Regions from separate parts of the Sus scrofa genome. Here region 1 is linked to region 2. The links are chromatin contacts, called in public Hi-C maps. All regions are on one chromosome and are shown on one strand. The core of a region is the stretch at or near the end of the contact, and the rest is flanking DNA. Distances in the headings are between cores, read along the strand shown.

The links. A called contact is a pair of places that touch in the nucleus more often than the background predicts.
Region 1: a Hi-C map of embryonic fibroblasts shows a contact between it and region 2, with 5 times the contacts expected there. The contact joins two enhancer-like sites. A contact is called at or near these places in 2 of 5 promoter capture datasets (both in liver), 4 of 47 Hi-C or Micro-C datasets (embryonic fibroblasts and subcutaneous adipose tissue) and 1 of 2 datasets of contacts at active chromatin or transcription factors (alveolar macrophages).

Annotation. Positions count from the first base shown.
Region 1 is chr13:33,621,211-33,623,910 of Sscrofa11.1, reverse strand. All of the region lies in intron 39 of DOCK3 (dedicator of cytokinesis protein 3), which reads right to left. Among named protein-coding and RNA genes, the nearest start is that of MANF, 36 kb to the left of the region's middle. Within about 2 kb of position 1,375, at least 8 of the 83 cell types and tissues checked have an H3K27ac peak or open chromatin away from gene starts, as enhancers often do. A contact at or near this core is called in embryonic fibroblasts, where this site is marked.
Region 2 is chr13:33,105,184-33,107,883 of Sscrofa11.1, reverse strand. The region is part of intron 2 of MAPKAPK3 (mitogen-activated protein kinase-activated protein kinase 3); the gene reads right to left. Among named protein-coding and RNA genes, the nearest start is that of MAPKAPK3, 9.1 kb to the right of the region's middle. Within about 2 kb of position 1,448, at least 41 of the 83 cell types and tissues checked have an H3K27ac peak or open chromatin away from gene starts, as enhancers often do. A contact at or near this core is called in embryonic fibroblasts, where this site is marked.

The sequences.
Region 1 (2,700 bases), core at 126-2,625, 520 kb before region 2:
TACTCCCAAACTATAAAACCACTTCCTAATCTGTCAAGAGAAGGTACAATTTTTAGGGCATTAGCCTGCTGTGGCCTCCTTTGCCTGGTAAAGCAATAAAGCTATTTTCCCCTCCTTCACCCAAAAAAGAAAGAGAAAGAAAGAAAGAAAAGAAAGATGGAGAAAAAATAATGCCATATGGGTTGAACTGTAGGATCAATTAAAAATACCAAGACAAACCAAAGAGAATTTTAAATAGACCCTGACTCCTTGCTCCAATACAATGCCTCTGCCTCAGTGAGCTAGAGAGTCTCTTGTACCCCCATATCACAGATTCTAAGTACACAACATGCCTGTCCTCTCTGGCTCTAAGTGCTGTTTGGGCAGGTTTCAGTGAAGGGCCCACAACAGGAGGCCTGGCAGGCAGTTCTGGGGGTGCTGGCGCAGCAATGCTCTATGTGCAGACTGCTGGCCAGTCTTCCAGGCGTGCCCCCTGGGGAAATGCTCATCTAGGTAATGAGGGCCCCATGTGGAGCTAAAGGCGCTATGCCTGCAGACGGCAGTTCCCACTTTCCTATTAGGAGAGTAAAGCAGTTCCACTCTCCTATTAGGATCAATGCTTATCTGCCTTGCTGGCATCTCTGCCCTGCTTTTGTAGCTCTGCTGCTCCAAGCCCACCCCCAGTCCCCAAGAGCAAGGACCAAGAGATTTAAAATACTCTGTCAGCTTTGAGGGTTGTGCTGGATTACTGGTGGGTCTGGGTGCTTTGAGAGCTACCTCTGAACACAGATAGGGAATGTGCTACAGGTGCAATGCATCCCCATCCACATTTCTTCTCTTGGTTTCCTTCCTTGTGGCAGGAGGCAAAACTAGCTCTAAAATGCTTTACCAGTGTCTGAAATCCAATCACTTCTACCAGCTTGGGCAGATGTGTGTTTATCCATCCTTGTTGCCCCCTCAACAGGGATGGTACAAAATCTGAAATGACTTGGCTCACTCTAATCAAACTGGAAAGGAAGGCAAAAGCTTGGGACTCCAGACTGGCAGTCTTTGTACTTTTGTTTACACACAACATATTAGAAGCAACAGACTCATCATTCCTTTAAAGGAGTGTGACCAATAGTAACCATCAGGCAGTGGAGCCTGAGCCCACCCTCACAGACAAGGTTAGTTCAGTTCTGATGGTTTGTATGCCAGATAAATAGGAGTCAGAGGCCTCTGTCCAGCTTCCCTTCCTGTCTACGCCCTACGCTCCCGTCTTCACACCTTCTCTTATTTTTTCAATCCCTACTATGCCACACCCTTCGGAGAGTCCCTCTCTCTTTGTCTGGCCTGGGAGAGCTGACCCTCTGTGACCACAGTCCAATTTATCATGGAGCAGATTCCTAGGTTAACCACTTCACCACTGGAGAGAATGACTCAGGGTTTGGCTATGACCATGAGTTGAACTTCTGATTCAGTCCTTCTGGATACTCAGGAAAGAAACATGGGAAAAAGGAGATTGGGCTGTCTGTATAAGGCAGGTAACAGAGAGGCTAGGAGTATGTGGAAGAAAAGTGGTGGTGAGGCAGGGTATGCTGGAAGTGCTGAGGTCTAGGACTCACTATCTGCCCCTCCCTTGCACTCTTCTTCTTTTCTGCCCTCCTCTTGCTGCTAAGGTAGCTTTCTTCCTGGCCCCAAGAACCCTACAGGAGCACTTTCCCTGCATCGGTCAGGTTTTGTTTTTCTTGTGCCATTAAAAACAAAAAAACCAAAAAAAACCAAAACCCAAAAAACAACACCCCCCCCCCATCAAAACCCTGAATGCTTTCAAGAAAACTGTTTAGCCCAATCCATTCCTTCTATCAGGTATGGAGGAACAGAAACGGAAAAGCTGGACTTTTTGTATGAGGCCAAGAGAATGAATCTGATAAATACCCCTCTGAGGATGAGCTTGGAGCCTCCCAGTCCTTCCTTTCCTGCTCATCTATAATAATCAGGCAGGTTTTACATTACAATCTCTTGGCCATACTAAGCTTTAAACCTGCTTTTCTTAACAGTACTGTAGTGTGGGAAGAAAAAGCAGACCATTAATGCTCACATGTCCCACTGGTAGGCTCAGTCAGATAGAGCATAACTCTGCTCTGTACTCTGTGCTCATGAAAAGAAAAGATAGCTAGTACAATAAAAACACTCATACACACTCACACCATGCTTATCTCATTCCCTTGGTGCTGGGAGGGCTTGCTGGGCATATGGGTAAGTGGCAGTTCTAGGTGGGCTGGGTGCCAGACAGTCAGGCCCAAAAGCATAATGCCATGGGCCCTAAGCCCACCCATGGACCAGCAGGGAGAGGAGCTTTGGGCTGGCACTGTGGATCAGTCAAGTGTGCTGGCTGAGAACTAAGCATGGGTCTTCTTTCTGGGCTAGGTTACAAAGGGATCCTGAGGTTCTGGACAAATTCTTCTTTACAAGTGCTATCTCTACATGGGTGAATGGTTTTGACAAACAGTGAAGTCACCTATGTTGTATAAAACTGATGAATATTTTCTGATTTATGGCAAAAGTTATTAATGTTTAAATCTTTATTTTTTTATGATGAAAAAACTCATTAAAACCTCAATTTTCGCGTGCCAGCCTGACCGTCTTCTAGATTGTGGTTTGTTGGAACTGGGTGTGGCCCTTTGTGGCAGCTGAGCCACAGGTCTCAGTCATCTGAGGTCGCCACCACGGCGACCTGCT
Region 2 (2,700 bases), core at 199-2,698:
TCAGATCAGTACAGTGCCAAGTACACACTGAGCGGAAGGTTTGCTTGGCTTCAGCATTCTCCTGGGTCTTGCCCTGAGGTGGCCTCACGTGCTTCATCTTCCTGTTTTCTAGAATTTGGGGAAACTCAGGTGCAGCCTCTTGGACCCAGGGACACAGACTCCCTCCAATCCAGCAGGTCTCAGATCCTGAGAGGGGCAGGGCTGGGCTTTGCTAAAGTGGACAAAGAATCAAGAATCTATGGATCCTGTTTTGCTGTGAAAGGCTTAGTGAGGAGGAGCAGACCCTCCAGTATGGGGAGACCATGGCTGATCTCTTGGGCGGGACCCTGGGGCATGGGAAGCAAGGCTGAGAGCTAGAGACCTGAGCCAGCTTTGGCAGACCGAGGAGGGGGGACACCCCCACTCTCCCACGTGGCAGACACCTTTACACCTTCAACTCCTTTGTGCATCCTTTTGAGCAATGCCCCTTCTGCAAAGTGTATGGTGACGTTGGGCTGGTCCCCTAACCTCCCTAAGCCCCAGCTCCCCGTCTGTGAAATGGGCATGCAGTTTCCTCACAAATGGCGACAAGGGGAAGGGCAGGCAGGTCTGAGACTCTCAGCACCTGCTTTACAGGCAGGGAAAGCGGCCCAGAAAGTGCTATGACCACCTCCCTCTCCCGGAGGTTACACAGTAAATGTCAGGATCAGAACTACCTCTACCCCAGGCAGGTACCAGACCCCAGCATTCTGCCCCATAGCCTCCCTACAGGGGGCAGAGGAGAGGCCACACAGGCACCCTGTAAGCCCCCTGAATGCATACTCAGAGGGTCCAGCTTCTATTATCCTCTAACTTCATAGAAGAAAAAAGGATTTTTCTCCCAAAATCAGCTACATAATTGATGATATGTTACCCTGGTTTTATTTCTTCTATGACAGTGTAAAAATAAGACATCTTCATTATAAGACTTGAACATTTTTAGAAAACACAAGTGTTTTATTCTAATCTCAAAAATGTCTCTTTGATGGTTCCTCCTCATGAAGAGGCTCCATCTCAGCCACAGAGTCTGTGCCCCCAACTGGCCAGTTGTGCTGCAGTGATGCCTGCAGAGCCTGTGCAGGGCTAGAGGACAGGGGCCACCTACACTCAGCAGGGGGTGAGGAAGGCCATGCCCAGGTGACCACTGCTGAGGCACTCAGGTGGCCATGCCTCTGCGCAGCTCTAGAGAGGGGACCCAACACCTTCTAGCTCTCAGAATAATGACAGCTGGTCTCTTTCTCCTGGAGGAGATGTTACAAAGATGACAAAGAAATAAGAATGGGGAGGGGAGGGTTGGGAGGGTGCACACCGCCCCCAGAGGCGTGGTGAGAGACCTTAGGGAAAACTCTGACTCCACCCCCCAGACCCGCTCTTCCTGATGCCAATACCACATCAGCTCCGCATCTTTCCCCTTCCCTTGGCTTCATCCATGTCCCTGCAGCTCCCCACACAGGCCTGGGTGAGTACAAGCAGCCAACTCCTTACTAGGGCTCCTCCCAGGGAAGGCAGGGCAACTCCAGCCTCCCTTGGCCCCCAGCTCCCCGCCCCCTCCTGCTCCTGTTCAGCTGGAAGGCTCCCAGGCCTCTGACACCCAGCTGGCTCCAGACAGTTTCATGGTCTCTGGAGCCATAGCCCTGAAGAAGGGGAAGCAGAAGACAGAGAAAGGCCTTGCCCTCTGCGAGACCGGAAAGGCGGTCAGCGGTACTGAGGGACACTCCTGTCATGGGAATGGGCTGCAGTGACTCATCCCTACTCTCGGGCTCTCCGGGGTAAGGACACACCCTGGTTTAGGTTCGGGCTGACTCAAAGATTGAGCCATGGAGTGCACCAGTGAGGGGGCTTCAAAACTGAGTCATAACCCCAGAGTGTCTGTCCCCAGCAGAACACATACCCTGCTGGTGGTGTCACCACAACTGACTGTTCCCCTGGCAACACCAGTGCTAGCTTGGCTTAGGAGAGGCATCTTGGGGCACCTCTAGCCAGCCTCCGTGCTGTCTGCCCTCTTGCAAGAGCAGCCCTAGCAGGAGGCAAAGTAGGCCACACCACCTGCCTGCTTCCCTAGCACTGCCCATAATCACTGCCCACCAAAAGCCAGAAGGCGGACACTTGTCAGGCAGAGGGCCTGCTCATCTTATAGATGGGCAGACTGGCCTGGAAGAGGAGCATAGCTGATCCCACCGAGCCTGGAACACAGGAAAGGATGGCCAAGGGCCACAACTTGGCTGCCAGACAGGCCAGGGTTCCAGTCCATCTGGGGCACATCCTGCTACGTGACCCCAAATGAGTTACTGCACCTTTCTGTACCTCAGTCTCTGCATCCATGACATGGGGGTGATAACAACCCACTCTTAGATTCTGCTGTTGTGTTCAGCATGTAGGAAGCACTGAAGGGATAAGTGGGTGCTTTTATCCCCACCCTCCAAGCCCCACCTCCCACCCCCTGTGCTGCTGCTATCAGAGGGCATGGAGAGCACCAGCCAGTCTGTCACCACATCCTGAGAAGGGGGCTTGTTTATGTTGAGGGAACGGTTATGGAACAAGCTATGATCCCTTGGAGAAATGAGACGATGAATGTGGCAGGTCAAGGCCCTGGCCCTTCGCACTCCTGAAAATAGACTCTGAGCTTCCTGGAGGTTGGGGGTGGGGGGAGGGGTCATGTGGAGGGTACAGGCCAGAGAGCCA